Regions from separate parts of the Mus musculus genome. Here region 1 is linked to region 2. The links are chromatin contacts, called in public Hi-C maps. All regions are on one chromosome and are shown on one strand. Each heading gives the region's core, a stretch centred on a gene start, on an enhancer-like site or on the middle of the called end of the contact. The rest is flanking DNA. Distances are from core to core; before and after follow the strand shown. Region 1 overlaps Itga8 (integrin alpha 8). Region 2 overlaps Itga8 (integrin alpha 8).

Evidence for each region. A called contact is a pair of places that touch in the nucleus more often than the background predicts.
Region 1: a Hi-C map of bone marrow-derived macrophages shows a contact between it and region 2, with 31 read pairs. The contact joins two enhancer-like sites. A contact is called at or near these places in 13 of 39 promoter capture datasets (the 3T3-L1 cell line, the C10 cell line, the HPC-7 cell line and 9 more), 41 of 484 Hi-C or Micro-C datasets (the 63-12 cell line, B cells, the C10 cell line and 31 more) and 2 of 115 datasets of contacts at active chromatin or transcription factors (bone marrow-derived dendritic cells and embryonic stem cells).

What each region holds. Positions count from the first base shown.
Region 1 is chr2:12,277,895-12,284,074 of GRCm38.p6, reverse strand. The region is part of intron 2 of Itga8 (integrin alpha 8); the gene reads left to right. Among named protein-coding and RNA genes, the nearest start is that of E030013I19Rik, 20 kb to the left of the region's middle. Within about 2 kb of position 3,219, at least 4 of the 459 cell types and tissues checked have an H3K27ac peak or open chromatin away from gene starts, as enhancers often do. A contact at or near this core is called in bone marrow-derived macrophages, where this site is marked.
Region 2 is chr2:12,151,480-12,157,888 of GRCm38.p6, reverse strand. It overlaps Itga8 (integrin alpha 8), which reads left to right. Exons shown (of 30, transcript NM_001001309.3): 25 at 2,359-2,517. Among named protein-coding and RNA genes, the nearest start is that of E030013I19Rik, 150 kb to the left of the region's middle. Within about 2 kb of position 3,853, at least 8 of the 459 cell types and tissues checked have an H3K27ac peak or open chromatin away from gene starts, as enhancers often do. A contact at or near this core is called in bone marrow-derived macrophages, where this site is marked.

The DNA of each region.
Region 1 (6,180 bases), core at 1,970-4,469, 130 kb before region 2:
CTGTATGTAAGTGGTAAGGGGCAAGGAAGGAATACGAAGATACAGAGAAAGAAAGAGAGAGAGAAAGGGAGAGAGAGAGAAGAGAGAAGAGAGAAGAGAGAAGAGAGAAGAGAGAAGAGAGAAGAGAGAAGAGAGAAGAGAGAAGAGAGAAGAGAGAAGAGAGAAGAGAGAAGAGAGAAGAGAGAGAGGGGAAGGAAGGAAGGAAGAAAGAAGAGAGAGAGAGAAAGAGAGAGAGGAAGGAAGAAAGAAAAGAAGCACATGGCCCATCCTTGTCACAAAAGAACCAAGAAAGTATCTTTCTTGTCATTGATATAACTCTAAGATGACAAATTGTCTTTTAACCATGTATAAAGCATTTTCCCAGGTCTTCCATTTTCCCCAGAATATAGAATAACCCAACTGGCAAATAACAGTGAAAATACTTGAAGCCATTGTTAACAGCATCACTTAGCTCCCATTACCAAGATCCACAGAGAAGGAAGCTTCTTGCAAAACACTTCATTGTTTGAAATTTTTAAAATAACCTACAGATTTTCAACTTAAAAAGAGGATTTATGGCCTTTTATATTCATTTGGTGTTGGCATAGAACGCAGAGGCTTCTTCATACCAGGAAAGCACTCTAATGACAAAATCCATAACCAGCCCTTTTGTTGTTTGTTATTTTGGGACAGGGTCTCACTAATTGGCTTAGGTTAGCCCCAAACCTGTAATGCTCCTGCCTTTGTCACCCAAGTGCAAGGATTGCAGGCATGAGCCATCCTATCCTCCACTTACAAACAGGTTTTAAGAAAATTACTTAGAGAAGTTGGAAATAAGAAAGGATCATGGTGTGTGTGTGTATGTGTGTGTGTGTGTGTGTGTGTGTGTGTGTGTGTGTATGTAACTCAGTGGGGAATAGGAGAAAGCTACCAGACTAGAAAGGAAGCCTCACACATGGAGATCAGACAGAGCCTATGTCTTCTGATGTGAAGAGCAAGACATGGGGACCCAATCTGTTAGGCAAAGGTAAGCATTTCATTTGCACTACATGTGTGTTTGCATATTCATGTACGTATCTACTGACATAGAGTATACATATATGAGGTAAGCCACCAATTTGAGTTAGCAGATTATCCAGTCAGAACAAAACATCTCTTGAACATCTGAGGCAGAAATGAGTCAGTGAAATTTATTGAAACACCAGATCTCTCAACAGCCAAGAGTGGAGCCCCAGAGCTTTCTTTATCATCTTTCAATGGGGGGATTGAGAGTAATCCATTTGGAACTTAAATTTTCTCTGACATAAAACCAAACTCACACTCTTTTCTTAGGTTTGTTTCTTTTAGATAAGGGATTATCTAACAACGTCATTTTATCTTGACCTTTATGTATGAATCTTCTTTATTCTCACAAGCATAGCTTCAACTTAAAGGCAAAAGCACATTTGATAATGATCAAGATTTAAACATTTCAAGATTTCTTTCCCCCTTTTCTTGATCAAAACTGTCTGGACAGTTCCCACAACAGCTTGAAGAAAGTCCCTGAGGCGACAGGCTTGGAAGTGATGACCGAAAGCTAGAGCCAAACTTACTGCTTTTCCAGAATGAGGTCGAGAGTTTTATAAATAGTTTCCCAAAATTGTTCCATCTGCCAAAGTGTTTGGCCACACCTGTGTGGTCTCAGCCTTTCCCACCCCTCTGCTGTTGATTTAGCTTCACTCCATCAATCCTTCTCATTTCACTAAACAGATTAGAGAACTCTGCCCTTGCTCATGTGTGCACCACCTTCTATAGCACCACACCCCACTCCTGTTCTGAAACATGCATTCCCCCAAGTAAAAAGACCTAAAGCTGGTGGGCTTACCACCCACTGGGATCTATACCCAGGCTGCCCAGATATACAGTTTAAGGGGGATTATTCACAGCCCAGAAAGTAGAACAGGCTGTTTGCTGACAGAAATCTGTATTTCTCAGCTTGGCTCCCTGTCTTTTCAGGGTATCTTCAGGTTTGTCTACACTCCCAAATTACAGAAATAAATTAAAAGGAAATGCAAAGGGTGAACCTCTCTGTCTCTCATCCTATTTACCTCTCTCCCTTCTTCCTTCCTTGCTTCGCTTCTTTCCTCTCCAACATGCACATACTTACTTTTTCAACAACAATAAATTGAACTGAATAATTTATTCTGGGAAACTTCTGAATAAATGCATGGAAACTGAATTATTCAATCAATAAATACTTATGGACAACTTACAGTGTGCTGTCAATAATTCAAGAATTGAAGACTGCAGAGGAGAGACAGGATGTCTCTATGTGTGGAATTAATGTACTTTATCAAGGGGAAACCAATACATGGGAAAACTAGCATACTATCTCAGACAGTGGTTAGTGCTATTACAAAAAGGATGACAAGATAGTCACAGAGTCAGGTGATTTAGGAACCTGTTTCTTGGGGAGATGGGTATTTTAACTTTCACTTGAGCAATTAAGAGGGGAGCTCTCTCAGGGCTGAATAGCACAGTGGGTAGAAAATTTCAGAGAATGGGAAAAGCAATGGAAGTAAGGAAGCCTTAAAGACTAGGCATGTTCACAGGAGAGGGCATCACTGTGTCTTTCTCATAACAAAATCCACAGACTGAGGTTGTTTGAGACCACCTGGAGGCTATGCTGTCCCCTAGGACATGTAAGGACTGTTTTGTTTGTTTTTCTCCTTCTCCTCCTCTCTTGTTGTTGTTGTTGTTGTTGTTGTTGTTGTTGTTGTTGTTCTTCTTCTTCTTCTTCTTCTTCTTCTTCTTCTTCTTCTTCTTCTTCTCTTTTTCTTCTTCTTCTTCTTCCTCTTCTTCTCCTTCTTCTTTCTCCATAGATAAAATAACCATCATTGAGCAAATAGAGATTAATTGTTCAGTATGTGGTTGACATGGTTTGAATGTGTTCCACAGACTCAAGTGTCTAACACTCTAACCAATAGAGCACAGTAAAGAGAGCTTGTAGAAGTTTTAGGAGATGGGGATGGCAGGAAGAGGTTGGCTCCTGGGGGCAGGGGACTTTGAAAGTATAGCCAAGCCCTAGTTCTAGTCTCATGCAGTATGGTTCTTCACTGATGGGATGTGAATAGCCAAGTCACTTGACCTGGACTAGGCTCCTGCTGTTAACATGGCTTCTTCATCAGATACTGAATGGAAATCAGTGTCTCTTCCCTCCTGTGGCTTCTGTCAGTTATTTGGTCACAGTGGAAAGAAAAGGAAGTAACCCAATGTTGTTGAGACACATGGCTCTACGTGTCAGACTAAGCACAGCAACTCTACCACAGAGTGTAAGGATGAGTTCTGCATGTATAGTAAGCTCCATAAAGTTAAAAGACAAGAGAGAGAGAGAGAGAGAGAGAGAGAGAGAGAGAGAGAGAGAGAGAGAAGAGAGAGAGAGGGAGAGAGAGAGAGAGAGAGAGAGAGAGAGAGAGAGAGAGAGGGAGAGGGAGAGAGAGAGGAGAGAGATGTTTCCAACATATAAAATGATAGAAATCAATACTATATAACCAGTTATACAATCAGTAGAGTCAACATGTAAACAAGAAGATAAGCAAATGATATAAATGAGAAATTAATAGGGAGGGATGAATGGTCTACAAACATAAAAAGGTGATCAAAGATACTAATATTAAAGGAGCATAAAAACAAACAAATAACAACAAATCTGAGACACTGTTTCCCAGCCCAGTGGCTGGGAAACCCTTAATTGTCCTGAATAACGGACACTCCACCCCACCCTCTGATGAAACGGATTTTATAAGACTGCTCAGTGCCCACATATTTATTAATATCAAAATAAAAAGAAATAAAGACTTCTAGCCAAGTGAGATGGATACCCAAAACACACATGGCTATCTAATGGGATATAATACTACATAAGAATTAATAGGAATGAATTTGATTTATCTGTTGGCCAATCTATCCACCTGTCCACCAATGTAACTATCTACGTTTCTAGATACCTGTGTGTCTGTCTATACAGTTACCCCTTTATGGCTGTCTCTTACAGACTAGTTAAATGTGAAACACAAACACATTCAGCTACCTAAAGATCACAAAATGCTGTTTATCAATTTAAAAATATTCTGTCAAATGTTGGCAAACTACAACTAGATTTTGAACTATCTTTTCTTTCTATATTATTATTACACAGCCTGTAAGCTATGTATACTTTCAAAGTTTTAACTGGCTAACAATTTAAAGAATATTTTATTACACATAAAAATCATATGGAATTTCAGTTTCTGTGCCCATACATAAAATTCTTTGAGACTCAGCCACACCCAGTTTCCTCTGTCCTGTCTGTCATTTGATTTCACTATGAGTGTGTGCTTGGGCAGTTGTAACAGACTGTGGAAGATAGCAGTACCTGAAACATTTGTTGTCTGGCCCTTGACAGATACAGAGTCTGGATATATATTGTTCATGAAATTATTTACGTGCTTGTGCATGTATGTGTGAGTGCACACAGAGGCCAGAGCTCAATGTCAGCTGTCTTCTTTGTTCTTCACCTTACGTTTTTGAGACAGGGTCTCACTGAACCTGAAGCTCACTGATGTGGCTAAACTAGCTAGCCCAAGGATGTTCTTATTTCTCTCTCCTCAGTGCTGGGGTTACACGGGCTTGCAACCCCATCTGGCTTTGGTGTGGGTAATGGGGATCAAATTCAGTTCATTATGCCTGCAGGCTAGCCTTTTATTGACTGAGCTCTGTTCTTAGCTCTAGTATTATTTTACACACACACACACACACACACACACACACACACACACACAATTCGTGATGCTGACACATCTAGAGGAGGAAGTTTGGATGGGTAGAAAAGGAACTGTGATGTTTATGTATGTGAGAAATCTGAGACATTTTCAATTCTGTCCTGTGTGAACACGAGTGTGTGCTATATGGTCTCTGTACTTTTTCATACTAACTTTGTTGTTCTTTATAACTGAAAGATGCCCCCAGCTATGTATCTACATTTTATCTAAATTCTTCTACTGGTGGACAGTTAGTTAGGTTAGGACTATAACTTAGCTGCTGTGAATCATGCTGCAGGAATTTACAAGTGTCTTTGTGATGTGATGTGTCCCTTGGGTGAATACACAGGAGTGGTACAAACTTGGTCATACCAGTTTACTGACATGTTCTGTATAATAATGATGTATTCTCATTTCTTGGAGGAACCCCCATACTGTTTTCCATGGTGACTGAATTAGTTTATATGCCCATTAGCAGTGTATAAGAATTTCCATTTGCATAGGGCTTCCTATTGAATTTCTGTCTTCTGTGTACTGGTTTCAGAGTTCTTTATATATTAATTGCATTGTTGCTTCTTTTGAGAAAAGTTACATAAAATTTTACTTATTTATTAACCTTGTAAGTGGACTCCTGCCACTTGGGAAACTTTAAATTGCATACAGTGACTTGAAAGGTGTTTCCTAATTTTGGACTTTGTTTCACCTGTCTTTTGTAATCTTAGAGAGTTATTAAGATGGAGTGGTCTTTTTCATGTCTGTGCAGTGGACAACACTCTGGGTACCTGGGGTGACTCAGTACCTCCTTCTGCTCTGGAGGACATGAAGTCTGCCTGAAATACTCTGCCTTGTCATAAATGCCACAGTTAGGATTTGGGTTTGGACCTGGGTAGGAAAATAGAGTGCCCATTGCCTGTGGTAATTAGGCAAGAACTTATTACAGCATCTGAGAGCCTGTGAGCCCTGGGAAGAAAGCAGCTTCCACAGATCAAGGCGGCTAGGAGTGTGCAGATCAGAGACATGGCTGTCAGGAGGACATTTGGAGCTGCTAGGCTGGCCAAGCACCACATCTGCCACTGCTGAATCCCACGAATCTGCCTCCAGCTGCTACCAGGCTCCCCTGCTTCCCCCTGGCCAAATCTCCACTGAGCTGCTTGCTTATCCTGAATTATGCTCGTAAGAACGTCCTAGAAATGTCTCTCCACTTGGTACACTGATCTCCAGCTCCATCCATTTCCCCACAAAGGACATGACTTTACTTTCCAACTCAATAAAAATCTCATTGTGTAAAGGAGACACCTTTTGTCTCTCCACTTACCTGCTGGTAGGCATTCAGCCTTCCCTTGTCTTGGCTATTGTAGATAACACAGCTGTGGACAATGGTGTCCAGGTATCTCTGTGCAATTTTGACTTAGGATCTGTTGAG
Region 2 (6,409 bases), core at 2,604-5,103:
GTGCCTCTCCTCCCATTGATGACTGACTAGGCCATCCTCTGCTGCATATGCAGCTGGAGCCATGAGTCCTACCATGTCCTTTTATTTCTGAATGTGGCTTTCATCTTATGTAATTACACTTTTTTGGCTGTAATAAAATACACTAACATCAGTGACTCAAGAGATGCTTTATGTTAGCTTATAGTTCCACAGGAATATAGTTCATCATAGCAGGAAAGACATTGCAGCAGGCAGGGAGGAGAGCATGGAAGGAACAGAAGGCTAGCTGGTCACATTGCATCTGTACTCAGGGATCAGACAGAAATGCATGTACGCATACGTGGTCAGCCCACCTTCTTCATTTTTGACAGTCCAGGGTGACCAGTACCACCTACAATTAAAAAGGAGCCTTCCGTATTACTACAAGACTAAGATAATCCCCCACCAGACCAGAGACCCATGTCTCAGGTGAATCTAGCTTCTGTCAAGTTTACACTTAACCCTAGCCAACACAAAGGGCCATGAAGAGCAATACATTCTCAAACTTGAGCTATTCATCTATAGGGAAGAAGTGATAACTCCTGACTAGTGTTGGCTCAAAGATTCCCTTCCACTCTCTGTTCAGAAGCCCTGGCCTGAGCTTAAGCTGTTGTAACAACAAAAGGACATCACAATCCCAGGAAAACTCAGGGCAAGAACCTCACAGGGAAAACAGTAAGCTGTCAAATCATTAACTGAACCGTGTGAGCCAAATTCTTCTTAACAATGGTAAAACTTCAGAGCTTAGAGAAAAAGTTCAGATTCAATCATTTATGTGCATTCTAGGATTAGCATACACATTATAAAAATTTAAAGTAGTCACCAGGATGTCAAAAAACAAAACAAAACAAAAAACTAAAACACCAAATATCTCTTACATACTAATTGCTAATCTCAAGTCTTAAGATACGCTGTCAGTGGACGCTGTACTCTTAATGATGTGAATTAAATAGGCCATCGAGTAGCAAAAACAGAAAATTTGTTGCTTTATGATGATTTCAGAACTGAGAAGGGACAAAGATCTCTACTACTCTTAAAAAGAATCTGTAAACTCACCCACTACCTTCCACTGTGCTCAGTGTTTGGGGGATGTGGTCTGTGTCCTCTGAGTGGAACTCACATGTTTAAAATGTTCATCTTCATGAGGTATGGGCTTCCTTTCCCTGGGATTTGTTAATGTAACTAGTCAGCTTGCTCCAGGAATCCCAGCTTTGAAACATGCACTTGCAGAGAACTTTAGGGCACACAGACTGTCTTTGGCACTTGATGGATGGCCATTTTCCCAGAGGGTGAAAGAGAGTGCCTTGCAGATGGTTGCAATTGACAAGCCAGTAGTCAGGCGGGAGGCAAATTCCAATGTAAAGAAAGGATCGCTACATTTTGGAAGCATATAATTAAAATAGCATTTCTAGTGCTACCATTGAATTTATTTCAGTCCGAGGTAAGCATAGCTATGCTTGTACATAGTAAGTACAGACTGATCTTCTCCAATCTACAAACAACAACATGTACTCCAGAGTCGAGTTGTTTTGAGCATTCGCATGATGCTTACTGCAAGCAGAAAATACCAACCTGACCTCATGGGTCAGACTGTAGGCAAAACGCCAGCAAGTTAAAAAAAAAAAAAAACATAAGAAGCTGCACAGGTGGCTTAAAGCCCTTGCCATGTAGGGTGGCAACCTGCATGTCATCCAGTGTTTAGAGAGCAGAGATGAGAGATCCCTGGAGAAAGCTGACTAGCTACGTGAGTCCCATATCAGGGAGCTCTGGGTTCAAGGAAGATATTATCTCAATGTATAAGGTGCAGAGAAGTCGAGGAAGACAGTTGATGTCAACATCTGGCCTCTATAGGCACATATCTGAACAGACATCTGCACATGTACATGCACACACATACGATAGATAGATAGATAGATAGATAGATAGATACATACATACATACATACATACATACATACATACGTAGACAGATATTTAAAAGGTTGCCTTCAAGCTATGCATAATAAAGTGTGAAGGAAACATCAGATTTGTGATTATAGGAGATTCTCATACCTAAGGTTTTGCATTCTGTACGTGCAGTATTCTGAAGTTTAAAGGACTTCTGGTCCCAAGCATCCCAATATGAATTGCTCCACTGGCATAGTCTTTGAATAACCCATGCTGAGAGCTTCCCAGCCTGAGTCTGCCCTGAATGTGTACATACCATGATTTCAGAGCGCCCCAGGCCTGGCTAGATTCTGTGTTCTATTCCCTACTACCATAGTTAAAGCTGATAAGATGTGCTTTTTAAAACAGACACATGATAGACATGTCATTCCCTAATGTGCCACATTCTTGCAGCTGCACAATATTGGACCCAGCACCATCAGTGACAGCATTCTTGACGTGGGCTGGCCGTTCTCTGCACGGGATGAGTTTCTCCTCTATATTTTTCATCTTCAAACTCTGGGACCTCTACAATGTCAAACAAATCCTGAGATCAACCCACAGGATATAAAGGTAGGACTACAGTCTAAACAGTGGCTTGACCTAAATTGCTTAGGTCATCCCTGAGCAGACCATTTCTCTTTTTAAAGGGTCTAAGCAAGTGTAGTCTTGGCCTGAGCAAGTGTTTTCTATCCATAGCAACCTGGCAGTTATTGAGCCGCGATAGGCAACTTCTTTTATTTTAGTTAGGTATTTATTTCATTTACATTTCCAATGCTATCCCAAAAATCCCCCACACCCTCCCCCACCCACTACCCCACCCACCCACTCCTACTTCTTGGCCCTGGCGTTCCCCAAGTTCTATAGGTTATTTGATCAATAGCCCCAACAAAGCCAAAATCATAACTAGGTATGCCACATTTGGGAGAGTTAGTATAAAATGCTATTTTTAAAAGTCTTTTTTGGTATATTGCCCAAAGACATGAGGATCTTTGCCAAAATGAGTTCTCACAGCTGTTGTCAATAGCACGTGGTAAAATGGGATTTGCCAAAGGCTCTCTCAATGCCCTGAGAACTCCCAGACTGGAATGCGTGGTAGTGAAAGCTTGAAGAGACGCTCAAAGCAGTGCAGTACAGACTTTAAGTGCTTCTGGGGTCTAGTAACAAGTGTGGTCACGGAGTGACCTATGGAGCCAATGGCACAGCAGGGTCAGAGCGAGGCCATGGGCCTACTATAACACAGAGCCAGAGCGGGACCTGAGAAGCCTATTAGAAGCAGGGTCAGAAAAGGGGTTTGTGGAGAGGTATTAGAAGGCAGGGTCATAGAAGAGCCTCGGGAACTAGGGAAAGTGTAAGAGGCCCTGACATAGGGTCTGTAACCATGCAGGGTCAGGGCGGAACCTGGGGCTTCATTGGAAGATGCCTGGGAGTCAATTGAGAGCAGGTCTGAGCTTCTCCCTTCTGTCCAAGCAGCTTGTCTGCTGGTCACTTGTTCATCACCAAGTGTCCCAAAGCCAGATCCCATCCAGGGTAAGGACCAAACTGAGCTTAGGCTCCTAAGAAAGGAAGTAACATCACCCCTTGAAAATGTCACATTTGCATGAAAACAGAAATGGAACTTTGTGGATCAGTTATGTCCTCAGAAGACAACTTTGCTGGAGAACATTCTCCTAGTAGCTACAAGGGCCCAGTCAGTGTCTCTGGTGTAAGGACAGATGTCCTGAACCCCAAACTGAGCCATCTAGGACCCAGGCATAGGCCCAGGGTCACTGCCATCATGAATGGCTTCCTTTTTCAACCCCAAATGCTCTGTATGTAGAGGCAAGAGGACTCTCCTAACAGGAGGCTCAGCAGTAAAGGACACAAGAGGTAGTAAGCGTCTCTCTTTATGCAGAAGTAATAAATAAAGCCATTGTGTGTCATGAAATGATTTCAAATACTTCCTGAAATAGTTCTTCTCATTTCTTCCTTCCTTACCCTTAATCGAGATGATTTTTGACTTCAGGGACAACAGCTTATTGAAGAATAATGTCTTTGAATGTTAGCATATACTGTAAGTAACCAGATCTTCACAGCAGCACCCTTAACGTATCTCTCTCACACACAGAGTCTTGAATCACATGCTCTAGTAAAAGACCCCTAACTCTCTTAGAGTGTAATGTTTGCCTTATGTCTGACATTGTTTATATATGTTTGTATATATTATGTAACTTGTTTAATGTGCACTATGCTGGCTGTACAGGGCTTTCCCCCTCTGTGGCAATTTAACAATCATTTTCAGTGACAGGGACAGTGCTAACAGATAACTTGCATTAAACATTGACAGATCCCTGCAAACTGAGTGGTAGTGTGCACTAAGCACCTGGCTTCCTTGTTTCTTCCTTATTCTTTGGGAGTGTTCATAGTCTTACATAAAAAAAAAAAAAATCTGCCCAAGGCTAGGAAATTCTTTTAATGCAACTTGACTATGCTTTTTTCTTTATAAAAGAAAAAACAACTTTCAATCTGTGAAAACTGAATATAAGATTTAATGACAATATGAAGTAATAGCTCCCTAAAATAGCTTAATTAGAATAATGTATGAATTCTTTAAATATGGGAAAGCTGAATGTCTTTACTTCCAGGTTCTTAACATATTTCATTGAAATTTACTGTACTCTATATGTATGAGTGTTTTGTCTGCATAGATGTGCATATACCACAAGTATGCTGGATGCCAGAAAATGATATTAGGCCATGGGAACTGGAGTTGGAGATGGTTATGAGCCACTGGATGGTTACTGAGAATAGAACCCAACTTATCTGGAAGAGCAGCCATGCTCTAACCCCTGAGCCATTTTCCAGCCTCCTTAATACACTTTAACAACATTTACTAGGTTGCCCAGGGAAATTTCAAAAACCTCTTATTAATAAATAGCTATTAAGGGCGGGAGAGATGGCCCACCGGTTAAAAGCACTGGCTGCTTTTCCAGAGGTCCAGAGTTCAATTCCCAGCACCCACATGGTGGCTCACAACCATCTGTAAAGGAATCTGATGCCCTGATGCCCTTGTCTGGCCTGCAGTTGTACATGCAGCAGAGCACTCAAACTTTAAAAAAGATTGCAAGAGGTTCAAAAGATTTAAAAAATAGATATTAAAATGTTAATCTTTATTTTTATGTCAGTGGCATTTATAATTGAGATTGCTTGAATATTATTTTTTCTTAAGATATTAAATTGATTAGTGACATAGCTAGTAAGTTACTCAGCAAGTTTATTCCTTCCTAGACAATACAAAGATAAACAACTTGTTCTGTTTTGAGTATGAGTAAAAAAAACTAGTGTAAAGTGAATTGTAAAATGTTTTCAAACACATAGGTTTGAATTTTTCTAAATGGTAATATCAAGGCTAATTGATAACTTATATATTGTTTAAGGTGTGCATGTATGTGTGTGTGTATGCTTCTGTGTGTCTATGCTTGTGTGTGTGAGTCTAAGTGTGTGTGCTTGTGTGTATAGTGTGTGTGTATGCAAATGTGTATGGTATGTGTATATAGGGTGTATTTGTACGCTGTGTGCATGTCTGTGTGTGTCTCTGTGTATAAAGGTGTATGGTATATGTATATAGGGTGTGTGTGTACACTGTGTGTGTACGCTGTGTGTGTCTATATGTGCCTTTGTGTGTGTGTGTGTGAATACGTGTATATGCTTGTGTATATGTGCTTATGAATGTGTCCACATGAATGAGTGTGTCTGTATGTGTGTATATGCTTGTATGTGTTCTTGGGTGCATGTATGCTCTGGAGTGTGTGTGTGTGTGTGTGTGTACAGGCTTGTTGTTGCCTGAGGTTGGAGATTTTCATGAACCTTAGAGCAGACCAATCCAGTTAGCCTGGATAGCCAGTGAATTCCAGGAAATCCTCTTTTTCTGCCTCTCCAGGGCCACTGGTATGGCAGACATGGGCCTGGTGTTTGATGTATGTGGGCACTGGGGATTAGAACTCAGATCCTCAGAGATGGAAGGAAAGATAAATGTTTTAGAGTCGAGAATAAAGTCCCCACATGCAGTCGAAGTTTACTTAGCAGGCAGGGTGAGGCACAGAGCCTTACTCTCTGCACTCTGGTTGGAATGTGTGAAATGGGTCACCAGTGTAAGTGTTGAGGGGTGGTAGGACCTTTACGAGGTGCTTGAGGCTGGGGCTTCTGCACTCTGGATGGGTTAATGCCATTCTCACAAGGGCAAATTCTCAGGGCAGTCGGTAACTGTGGGTGCAGGGGGTTAAGCCACTGAGATGGCCTCCCCAGCTTTGCTTTGCTTTTGTTTCCTCCCTTTCCATGTGCCCCTTTCCTAACCAGGAGCCAAGAAAGCAGGTGAGTAGCACCCCTCTGCTCCTGGGCACATACCATGTCGGACTCCTCAGCCTCTAGACCCTTGAGCTTTCCGGTGTATGCTACCCATTGTCAAGGACTCTGTCCTAACAACTGT